3 separate regions of the Sus scrofa genome follow, and all the other regions are linked to region 3. The links are chromatin contacts, called in public Hi-C and HiChIP or PLAC-seq maps. All regions are on one chromosome and are shown on one strand. Each heading gives the region's core, a stretch centred on a gene start, on an enhancer-like site or on the middle of the called end of the contact. The rest is flanking DNA. Distances are from core to core; before and after follow the strand shown. Region 1 holds the start of EPHX3 (epoxide hydrolase 3). Region 2 holds the start of CYP4F55 (cytochrome P450, family 4, subfamily F, polypeptide 55). Region 3 holds the start of CIB3 (calcium and integrin-binding family member 3).

Region 1 (3,918 bases), core at 1,274-3,773, 960 kb before region 3:
GTTACCTATGTCTTCTCTGCCAGAAAAAAGCCATTGAACATATCTCGCCTCTGTTTCCCCAACTGGACCGTGGGTATAATAACATTTTCATAAGCCCAGGAGGCTTCTGTAGGTTACGCTATGCAGGCTCCTATCACAGCAATTGTTATCTGTAAGTGCTCAAAAATATTTGAGTCCCTCCTAGGTGTATTGTCATTGACTGTAGATTGGGAGCACTCCAAGGAAAGGGGCCCAGATTTACTGCTGTGCCCCCAGGCCCTGGAGTGTTGACTGGTGGACACAGAAGTGCTGACACAAACACACACCACTTCACACAGGCACATCCCAGACTCCCCGACACACCTTGGTACACTGACATGGGGGCAGCGCTGACTACTACCATCCGCTCCACCAGGGATGGATAGTAGATGGAGAAATTCCAGGCGAGGAGTGCACCCCAGTCATGGGCCACAAGGATGCACTTGGAGTAACCTGGGGGGGCGGTCAGAGGAACCAGAGTAAGTGAGTTGCCAGGAAGAGGAGAAGAAGGGGTGAGGGAGGCCAGGGATGGGATGGGGGCACATCCCCACCCAGGCCCAGAATGACATCCTGGATGTCTGCCATCAGCAGGTCGATGGTGTAACAGTCCATATCACTTGGTGCATCGGAGGAGCCATATCCCCGCAGGTCCACAGCCACCACGTGGAAGTGGCTCTGGAACTCCCGGATCTGGTAGCGCCAGGAGAACCTGTCAGGCGGGCCAAGGAGGGAGGTTGAGTCAGGATCCCCAGGCTGCACCTCTCCCCTACGCCCAGCAGGGGCCCTGGGCAACCCCACCTTCCTGCCCTGGACGTCTCAGAAGGAAGGATGGGGAACCCTAGCCTGAGAGTGAGGTCAGCAGTGCCTTGGGTCCAGGACAGCTTCAACATCAACACATTTTATTTTTTGGCCTGGCCCTCAGCACAGAAGTTCCTGGGAGAGCCATTGAACCCATGCTACAGCAGTGACCACTGCAGTGACAACGGCCAGGTCTTTAACACACTGCACCACAAGATACTTTGACCAGATATTTTGTCCCATCCCTTCAGGGCCTCCTGTCCCCATTTGTTTTCGTGTAGACCTCTTTCCCTGAGGGGCCTATCCGGGCCCTATACACTTTGTGCCCCCAGTCTACCTAGCCCTTATCCGCGCCTCCTGGCTGCCCTGGTGGTCCAAGCTCCACCTCCCCCAGCCCTGTGCATTCCAGGCCTTTGGGTCTCAGACATACCAGTTCTCCGGGAAGCCATGCAGAAACAGCATGAGGGGACCATTGCCGCGTCCAGCAGAGACATAGTGCAGGTGCACGCCTGAGCTCTGGGAAAGGGCACAGTATGCGACTTGGGAAACCCCTCTTCCCTAAGAAGTGTGGGAACACTTCACTTCCCACACCCCCCAGGCATGCGCAGATCCAGATTTGGATTCAACTATTTGCCACCCCGCACGGGTCTTAGACAGCCCCGCCTCCCTGGCTCCTTGACCCTCGAAACCCCGGTGGTGCCGCCCCACGCACTCACCTTGAGAGTCAGGAAGCAGTGCTCGCCCAGCGTGGGGTCGTTTAAGCAGGCGGGTGGGGTGCGCCGGGGTCGGCCGCAGCAGCCGCGTCGGGGCCGGCACAACACATGAGTGAGAGCGATGCAGCCGTAAACTGCTGCAGCCACTAGGGCCGCGGAGAACACGAGGCTCCACATGAAGGCGCGAAGCAGCTTCAGAGTGAGGCGCGATGGCGCCAGCAGGGCCGTCACCACCAGCTCGGGCATGTCACCGCGTTCCGGCACGACTGCGTGGCCGTCTAGGGTCTGGGCAAGGGGCACTGGCTGCAGCGGCAAGGCGGGATCTGGGCTGCGGAGCCCACCGCCTTTGGTCTGGGGTCCCTCCGTGCTGTCGGGGCTTGAGGAAAGCGCGGAGAGAAGAGGCTGGCAGCTCAGACCGAAACTGTCACCGCGCACTACTCACCTAAGTGCTAGGTAAACACCTGAGCGCGACGGTGATGGGGAACAAGGAGGCTCGAGGTGCAGGGGTGGAACTGCGAGGACCAGCCCTAGGGTGGTTGGGGTGGAGTCTTGGCGAGAAGGGAAGCTTGGGGCCAGGACTGTGGGCAGGATCAGAAATGCTTGGGCGGGGCTTAGGGGGGCGGGGTCTAGTAGGCCTCCCTGTTGGGTGTGTGGGTGGGGGTCAAAAGTCGAGAGGGAGAGATAGGGTCCTGCACAAACAAGAGACAGGGGGGCACCGTGGGTGAAATGGGCGGAGCCTGAGATAAAGGGGCGGGGCAGTGCAGGGTAGGTACCGCCTACCGGCTGGAAAGGTGAACTCAACTAGGCCTACCTAGGAGCGTTGCGAGGGCTTGGGGCGTGGCTAAGGAGGGTGCGGACGAAGGTGGAACCGAAAGAAGGCGGGGCCTAACGTTGGGCCGAGAAGGTCTGAGGCTGGGCCAGGATGGCTTGGGTGCGAGGGCTGGACCAATGAGCTGGGGATCGGCCTGCATACGGGCCAATGAGACGGAGGGGCGGGGTCGGAACCTAATATGGCGGGTCAGGCGGGTCCGGAAGCGGAAGGTGTGGGACAGACGGTGCCATGACTGGGGTTGGGAGGGTGGCGTGGGGTGTCGCCACGGCCAAAGCATGCCTTGGGAGACCCTGCCGTCGCCCTCTCTGGAGCTCCCCACCCGGAAACGCGCGACCCTCCCTCCTTGCAGCACCTTCTCCAAGCCCTGGTTCCAACGGTGGTTCAGCCGCCTCGACCCCACGATAGCCTCCAGTTGGTCCAGCGGACCCGTCGGCCCGCCCCTGCACAGATGTGATTGGACAGAGGCGGTCATTGACTTACCAATCTGCGGTTGTAGACGCCGGGGCTCCGCGGGTGGCGGCAGCAGGCGGGAGACTGACTTCTAAAGGATATATGCCTGAGCGCCGAAGAACAGGGATGGTTGTCATTGGGACTCTGGCCAAAGAGGTAGCTGAGTAGGGCCAGGCGAGAAGTCTGGCAGGATACCTTCTTCCTCCTGTTTTGCAAACTTCCCCCAACATCCCGAACATTTCAAGGTCATTCATCATTTAACCCTTACAACAACCATTAGTGTAGGTAGTATTATCACCTCCCTGTATTACGGTATAGATCACGAGCCTGAAATTCATTTGCCTAAAGCCTAATAGCTGGTTCAACAGCAATCAGAACTTGAGAAAAGCAGCAGTCTTGGGCTCCACCTTTCCTTCCCCCTGGAGGCAGCCATTGGAAAGATTTTAGCTTTTTTCTGGGGGTTGGTTACCTAGCTACCTCTAAATGTGCTTATGTGGCTACTTCCTGATTTACCTATTTGGGGCATTATCCATTGACTGTATCACTGTCACCACCACTGCACAAGCATTTTCCATGTTTAGTTTTCATATTTCTTTTAAACACTTCACCTATTTTTCATCACTTCCCATTTTCCCTGACACTTAGCACTGTTAGCCTTACCTTGGTATTGTCAAGACTGCTAAACATTATACTTGTCCTAGGACCATAATTAAGCCCATGGGTCCTTACTTAAAGGGAAATAGTGGTTTACGTGGTGCTGCCTCAGTAAACAATGCATTTCAGAGCTTAATAGGTGCCTGTGATTACACTGCTCATACTGCACAAGTGTTTGCCCTGCACACTTACCACTTACCTATTTTGCATGATTAGGCTGTATTGTGGCTTTGGCTTCATTTACATTTTCATCAAATCAATGGTCCAGCCACTTGATGATGCTGTATCCTGCCTGAGTACTCTAATCTGGCTGCAAGGTCTATGGGTGTGGAACTCCCTTCTTCCTCTGCTATAGAACACTGATTCCCACATTCCCCCTACACCCCCAGCTCTACCCTTAAAGAAAAAGACAGCAGTAGTCACAGGACAGTGATTTTATATTCAGTACAAATG
Region 2 (3,456 bases), core at 318-2,817, 680 kb before region 3:
ACACCACAGCTCACGGCAACGCCGGATCGTTAACCCACTGAGCAAGGCCAGGGATCGAACCCACAACCTCATGGTTCCTAGTCGGGTTCGTTAACCACTGCGCCACGACAGGAACTCCAACAGCAGAATTTTTGCAGCCATGACTTTGCAGGTGGGGGTTAAAGCCCCAAATTCTGCGTTTCCTAGATGCTGCTGGTAATGTCAATGCCGCTGGTCTGAGGACCATATTTTGAGTGGCCATTTCTTAGAGCTCATGACTATAAAAGGCCCTTTCTTCCCTAAATAGTTAATGAGCATGCACTCTGTGCCAGGATTCACTTCTGCTTGTGCTGTCTTGTTAAATTACTTCTCTGTGTGGCTGGAGCGAGTCACTGAACCTTTCTGGACCTGTTTCCTCTTCCTTCCTTTTGCTTCTCTTCACCCCTATCTGGCTACCCCTGTTGCCTCTCACTTACCATAGCCCTGCTCCTGGCCCTTCTCTGAATGGACACCTCAGCAGGTGGATCACTTTGGCCAAGGAGGCAAAGAATCTGGGACAGGGCACACAAACTTGCTGAGGGCTTCAGGACCAGTCCCTCAAAAGCTGGATTATGTGGGCCTGGAAGGAATGGGGTAGTGGTGGCAGGAGAGGAAATTTGGGCATTTTCCAAACATTCTATTAGCTGCAGCAGGAATGTCTGTCCAAATCCTCTCACTTTGCATCTCCATCCTTCAAACTCATCCTCATCTTGGAGCCTGATCTTGGGGAGACCTCATGAGGGCTGAGATTACTTTACAGGGGAGTTTAGGACAGGATCTGGAGGTGACGAAACACATTTACAGCTGATATCCCAATTCCCAGACGGGAAGGCTGAGCCCAAAGGAGGTTGGCACAGCCTATAGTTAGAGTGAGGGCAGGGCAGAACTCCACTCAAGATCTCCCAGCTTTGCCTTCCCCTGTGTGGACCCTGTTCTCTCCTGACCCCTCTCAGCCTTACACCTCAAGCCTCCAGCTGTCCTCTTCTGACTGGGCCCTTGACCCCCTGAATCTGCTGTGGTAATCCCCAGCCAGGCTGGTTTCTCTTTTCCTACTCCCAGCAGTTTTATCCCAACCCAAGGCCTGGGTTGCTTGGAGGCAGGGCTTAAACTCCTGCCAGGCTGCGTGCCCTGGAGGCCAGAAGTTTCTTGCCTCTGGGCTTTCTGATTCTGTGCCAAGAAATGGTGCATGCTGCCCTTCTGGCCCACACGTGGTGAGAGCCACGGAGATGTTTTGGGACATGGTTTGCACCCGAAACACTCATAATTTTACCTGCTGTACCCTGGCCTTGGAAGGGCAGGGGCAGCTGTAAACACAGGGGCACAGAGTCACCTTTGTCCGCCTTCCAGCAAGCTGAGTGGGAGGTGCTGAGTCCCAAGAAGTCAGCATCTGCACCACGTGAATCTGAGCTGGTTCCTCTCTGGAGCCAGCTGCTCCAGGTTTCTAAGTCTTGGGCAGACTCCAGGTGGGAGGAGGCAGCCAGGCAAGCAGGGATTGGCTGACCCACTCAAGGCCTCCCCCCCCACCACCGCCACTCCCGACTGGCCCCATTTGGAAGTCAGGACAGGGAAGAAGACTCTCCAGGATGAGGACAGAAGAAGCTGTGTGGGACTAGTTGCTCCAGACAGAAGGTGCAGCGCTGGCGTTGGTGGGGCTGAAAGTTCTGGCCCAGGGTAGGGAGGGGCACTGCCCAAGGCAACTTTCCACTGATTCCAAGTGGGCATTTCTTCATTATCTTCTCTCTCGCCCTCTCCCTGTCTCTTTCTCTTCCTCTGGATTTTCCTGGGTCTCCTCCCCTCTCTGAGCCTCAGTCTGCTCATCTCTGAGTCCTTCCTTCCCCAGCACTCACCCCCTTGTTCCTCTCCCTGTATTTGTTTGTCTATTTGTCTCTGCCTCAGAGCTCACCCTCACTGTCCCTTTGCTGAGTCTCAGGAGCTCACTCTCCACACCATCTGCCCTACAGGATGCTGCAGCTGAGCCTGTCCTGGCTGGGACTGGGGCCTGTGTCAGCCTCCCCGTGGCTGCTCCTGCAGCTGGTCGGTGCTACCTGGCTCCTGTCCCGAATCCTGTCCTGGATCTATGACTTCTATGACAACTGCTGCCGCCTCCGGTGTTTCCCGCAACCCCCAAAACGGAACTGGTTTTGGGGTCACCAGGACCTGGTGAGTGTGGGCAACAGGATGGGTCTGGGGAATGATGGTGTGTGGACTTCCTGAGGGGTCGGGGATCAGGCTCAGGGAGGTTGGGGTCTGAGGTTGAGCTGGGGTCTAGGGCAGCAGAGAAGTAAGGGAGAGCATTTTCCTCACTTCTCCACTGGGTCGAACCCTCTCCTCTCTGTCCACTCTATGCCCCAATATTTTCATGGTTCATAGTCTTCCTCACCCAAGGCCAGTTTGGGGTTATGTTCCTGCCCGTCTTCCCTACACTGGTGCACATCTGAGGAGCTCTCAGAATGGGCTGGAGAGAGCTGGGTCCTCTAGTGACAGAATGGGCTGCAGAGAGCTGGGTCCCCTAGTGACCCCATGGTGTCCACTGCTGGTCTTGAGGCCTCCTCAGGGCCACTGTCCAGGGTCTGTCCCTGCCTGGCCCATCTCTTTTGGTTTCAGGTCAGTGTCTGCTCCTCTCTGGGCTTCTGCTTCCCAGAGGAATCAGCTATGACTTCCACCCCTCTTATGCCCCTATGGGGGTACAGCAGGAGCTGAGGAGATGTGTGGTCAGTCTCTCCTCCTCCTCCCCTTCCTCTGGCGTCTGTCTCTTCCAAACTTGTCTTCCACCCTCAGGATATATCAGTGGGCCTCTCTGCTCAACTTGGATAAAAGTGGACCCTTCCCTCTTTCAGAAGGAATCACTCGGACCTAATGGCCAAATTTCCTGGGAGGGTGGGAGGGGGCTCCTGGCCCACCTTCCTAGCCTCATCCCCAGAGCCCCTTCCTTTGTGCTGCATTAGCCTACTTTGGCCCTAATCCCAATAAGGACTTTGTCATCACTAGCAAAGGCACAATGTCCAAAACCATTGATTCCAGATTGCATTCTCTGACCACAACTTCCTTTCCTTCTAGCTTCTTTTTTTTTTTCTTCATCTCTCATCCTAGACCTTGCCAGGCTGTCCATTCCCCTGTGCACCCTAGTCCAACAGCTTCTTTTCAATCTCATTTCCTTGGGTACATCAAGTTTAGATTCTCATCCTTTGCACATGGGCTGAAGTCTCTTACCACCTGGGCTTTCCCTCATGGCTCTTTGGAAGACTTTGGCCTTGTGTGAGCTCAAACCCCGACGCCCCCATCCTCTGATCTCTCCTCTATGGTGATGCTAAGGAAGGTCACAAAACAGGACAGAGGGGTGACATGTACATCCCTACCTGCCTGTTTCCAACGGGGCTCATTCTGCTCTCTCTTTGTACACAGAGCTGTTTTCACGCATTGCCTCTATTTCTTTGCTTG
Region 3 (3,969 bases), core at 960-3,459:
CCCCACGTAGTATAGTTCAGTTCATGTGTGAGCTATGCTGACTTGCCTGGGGCCAGAAGGTCCTCTAGAATCTCCCTTCACTGAAGTAACCTATTCCATTGGCTAACACAAGTCACATTGCCAAACCCACTCTGGGAGGGAACTGCACAAGAGCACGAACAGCAGGAGACGGTTTACTGAGGGCCATCACTGTTTCAGTCTACCACAATGGTCCTCAAAATATGTACGTTGGACTCTCCTGGGGTGCATTAATTACTGGGGCTGCCTGGGGTTGGGGTTCCATCACGGAGATTTTTCAGAGCTCCCCAAGTGACCCCACTGCACAGCAAAGTTTGAGAAGCACTGTCTACCACAGTAAATATGGTCTTTTCTGAGATGTTGCACAGGACAAATCTGGCTTATACATTAAATACAAAGGATGAAATTCAGATGTGATTCAAATTCCTCCACATGCACTGAAAAGGAAGTTACAAGTAATTTTTGTGTTGCGTGTTTATTGTGACAGTATTGGCATGTTGGAGTTTTTGTTTCCTCGAAAGACTTGTCCTCCCAGCTCCATCCTTGCCTTGATACTGCATTATACTGTATCTAAAATGCCCAGAGCAGGGACATAGTTTTTTGAGGGCATTAGTCCACTGTGGTCCCCTTTGCCTGGCAAAGCAATAGAGCTATTCTTTTTCTTTTTTCTTTTTTTTTTTGGGGGGGGGGGGAAGAATTTTTATTTACTTTTTGGCCATGCCCTTGGCATGTGGAAGTTCCCAGGCCAGGGATCAAACCCAAGCCACAGCAGTGACAATGCCAGATCCTTAACATGTTGTGCCACAAGGGAACTCCCAAAAGCTATTCTTTTCTATTTCACCCAAAACTCTGTCTCTGAGATTCACTTCTGCCTTGGTGCACAGAGGCCAAATATCAGCGTCGCTTACTTTTAAGTCAGTTAAAGAGAACTCATTTACAAGTTAATTTTTACATAAAGCAGAACCAGAGATGTCAGTGTTTCCACTTGAGTGGAAAAGCCCTTCTCCTTCCCCCCTCTTCCTTTTTTTTCCTTCAGTCTCAGGAGCTAAAATAAAGATGGTCTAGATAAGGTAAGTGCTCCTGAGAGCCATTGTAGAACATTTACATCTCACAGAGAGAAAAAAATAATAAAATGCCCAGAGCAAGTCTGAAAGGAAATCCTCCATAATGAGAGGGGTTACCGCTCCCATGTGGATTTCTTTATACTTTTTGGCATTTCCTGATTTCTTCAGTGCAATGTACAGTTTTGTAATTTAAGAAAAAAAAAGACACTTTTTTCCTAAAAACATAATTTGGGCAGAGTGAGGCTAGGTATAATCAGATTGCTTAAGAGACGGTGTCAAAAAGCTTCTCAGCTGCTTTATGCCCAGGATTCACTGGTAATCTTTAAAGGTTCTAGTTTTCTTCTCTGGATTTTCTTGCACTTACATCTCTACCTTAAGTAGAAGGTATATAACCACAAAGTTGCAAAAACTAACTCTCAAAACCCAAAATGGAGGCAGTAAGGAAGATAAAAGTAAGAGGCAGGCAGCCGGGGTAAATGGTTCTGATAGTGCAGGGCCTGGGGCCCAGGGCATTGTGATGGTTCACTGGGACAGAATGCAGCATTTCTCCAAAGGCCGAGTATTCATAAAAGCAAACAAGGTATAATTCAATTAGATGAATCAGGAGTCACAATTTGCATTACTCACAGTGACCACTACCTACAGAAATAAATCACCTTTTTGCCTAGGTTCAGTGAGGCGTGGTTTTCAGATCATTTCAGGCAATAAACTGCACGCTTGTTTACCAAATGTTAGCACTGACAGGTGACAGGAACTTACTGTTGATGAGGCTCGATTGCCATTCAGAGAGTTTGAGTTCTTTCCAAGTAACCACCACCTTATCCCTCCTTATAAAGTGTATCACAATTGGTGTCTATGTATTTGTTCCCCAGCCTTCCCCACCAAACTATGAGTTCCACATGGCTGGGCCCTCGGTGGGTTCCACCACCAGGATCTCTCACCTAGTTTGGCCCACCAAGTGGGATTTTCCAGCGACATGAGTTTTCCCAGCTGCCATTCGCCGTCCAACCAGGCAGCTAGAGAGTTGCTCTTCCGCCGTCCGCCCGGCTTGGCCCCGCCCCTCCCCGCCCCTCCCCGCCCCTCCCCTAAGAGCTTACTTCCGGGATACTTGAGGGAGGAGCGGAAAATAAGGCCTTATCGGGAATATTGCGCCTGCGCACATGGCGCCTTGCGCCTGCGCTTTGGCAGCGCGTCCACGGCCAGACCTAACGGTCCGCGCGCTACTCCCCGGGCCGGAAGTGGAGAGGAACTGTCTCGGGTGCGCCCGGCCTGGCTCACCGCCTGGCAGTCACCGCTGTCGCCGCCGCCTTCGGCCAGTGCCGAGGGTTTTTGCAGCCGCCATGTCCGCCAGTGCCGTCTACGTGCTGGACCTGAAGGGCAAGGTACTGATGGCTCCCCACCCTCGGTGTTGCCAGGCAACTGGCCGGGGCCTCGCCCCTGGGGACCCACCCTGTTGCTAGGTAGCCGGCCAATGGGAGCCTCCCTGGTCTTTGAAGCTTTGGCCTCACCTGAGGGCTCTACCCTGTTGGTAGGTAACCGAGAAGGTGTCTTCTGTCTGTGAGTCCTGCCTTGTTGCTAGGTAACGCGGTGGGCTGCGGCCGTTGCAAGGTAAACGCGTGCACGACCCCCATCCTCACCTCTGTGGGCAATGAGCTCCGGCCTCCGTGGGGGTCCCGGGGAACCCGAGGCCGCTAGGAGCGCGGGCCGCTGCCGGCATGTAAGCCAGGCCTGACGCCGCGGGGCTGGGCGACCCTTGACCGGAGGTGGTGAGGCGTGGCGGGGACACTGTGCCCTCAGGCCAGTCCCGCTCTCCGAGAGCTCGGAAGCTTCTGTTTATCCAGCGACTTTTCTGTAGCAGTCCTTGTAGGGGTTTCTTAACATTCATTGTAACATTGAGTTATAAGGGTTAGGTGAGGTGGGTGGTGGGAATGCTGTTTTACAGAGGGAGAAACTGAGGCACAGAGAGGAAATGCAACCTGCCTAAGGTCACACTGGTCAGTCACAGAGAAGTGGCAGGTCTGGGAGTGGAACCCAGAATCATTTGTTCATTCAGCTGGTATTTGGGGAATATCTACGAAGTGCTGGGCAGGGTGCTAACCTTTGGGTTGCCTTTGGAGAGCAAAATCAGAGTCTGTCCCTGTCCTTCTGGAGCTCACAATCTGATGGGCGAGAGGGACACTGATCTCAAAAAGCACAAATAAATATAAGTTGTGGAGCAGTGAGGATGTAATAGGAAAGTCCACCTCCGCTGGGGGTCAGGGAGGGCTTCCCAGGGGGAGTGACAAACCCAGCTGAGACATGATGGAGGAATTGGACATAACTAGAACCTCGGTGCTTTTCCCAGGGGTTTCAGGGAAAAGTTCTTAAAGGAGGGATTGCAAAGCTTTCAGAGGAGGCCTACTGTCTTCCCCCCAAGTCCATTCCTTCTAGAAGGCAACTGGCCTCTTTCATTGGGGAATAATAAGAAAAGACAGGACTAACAACATTAAAACAGGCCCCTCATGGATGAGTTAGTGGGTGCCAGGCCTAGGCGGAGGGAACAGGAGTAGCGCAGAAGCAGTAGGGAGTGAAGAGGTAAAGTGACTGTCCCTTGCCACCCCAGTCCCCACCCCCAGCACTTTCCCAGAGCCCCTTGAGTGGGTTGCCTGCCTTGGAGGCCACCCAAAGTCAACAGGCCCTGGGCCAGGCTTCCTTCCCCAGCCTTCTTAGAGGGCACAGGGCACACCAGGGACTGGGAGGGTGCAGTGTTCCCTGTGTCTTGGTAGCACATGTTCTTGTTTCTGCCATGGTCACCGTGTCCGCAGCAGTGCCGCAGACTGCCTGCTCACATCACTTGTTTCTTCAGCAAACATTTCATGAGCACCTCACATGCACCAAGTCCAGGGTT

What was found. A called contact is a pair of places that touch in the nucleus more often than the background predicts. HiChIP or PLAC-seq counts read pairs in DNA pulled down with a chosen protein or histone mark.
Region 1: a contact with region 3 is called in a Hi-C map of epiblast stem cells, with 2.7 times the contacts expected there. The contact joins the promoter of EPHX3 here to the promoter of CIB3 in region 3. A contact is called at or near these places in 1 of 5 promoter capture datasets (fetal liver) and 1 of 47 Hi-C or Micro-C datasets (epiblast stem cells).
Region 2: an H3K27ac HiChIP or PLAC-seq map of alveolar macrophages shows a contact between it and region 3. The contact joins the promoter of CYP4F55 here to the promoter of CIB3 in region 3. A contact is called at or near these places in 1 of 47 Hi-C or Micro-C datasets (embryonic fibroblasts) and 1 of 2 datasets of contacts at active chromatin or transcription factors (alveolar macrophages).

The regions. Positions count from the first base shown.
Region 1 is chr2:62,347,136-62,351,053 of Sscrofa11.1, reverse strand. It overlaps EPHX3 (epoxide hydrolase 3), which reads right to left and starts at 2,523. Exons shown (of 8, transcript XM_005652901.3): 1 at 1,972-2,523; 2 at 1,533-1,814; 3 at 1,247-1,332; 4 at 570-727; 5 at 343-471. The coding sequence starts at 1,775.
Region 2 is chr2:62,069,063-62,072,518 of Sscrofa11.1, reverse strand. CYP4F55 (cytochrome P450, family 4, subfamily F, polypeptide 55) reads left to right here and starts at 1,567. Exons shown (of 13, transcript NM_001244636.1): 1 at 1,567-1,689; 2 at 1,980-2,178. The coding sequence starts at 1,981.
Region 3 is chr2:61,384,429-61,388,397 of Sscrofa11.1, reverse strand. CIB3 (calcium and integrin-binding family member 3) reads right to left here and starts at 2,209. Exons shown (of 5, transcript XM_021083597.1): 1 at 2,024-2,209. The coding sequence starts at 2,079. AP1M1 (adaptor related protein complex 1 mu 1 subunit) reads left to right here and starts at 2,292. Exons shown (of 12, transcript NM_001243917.1): 1 at 2,292-2,464. The coding sequence starts at 2,423.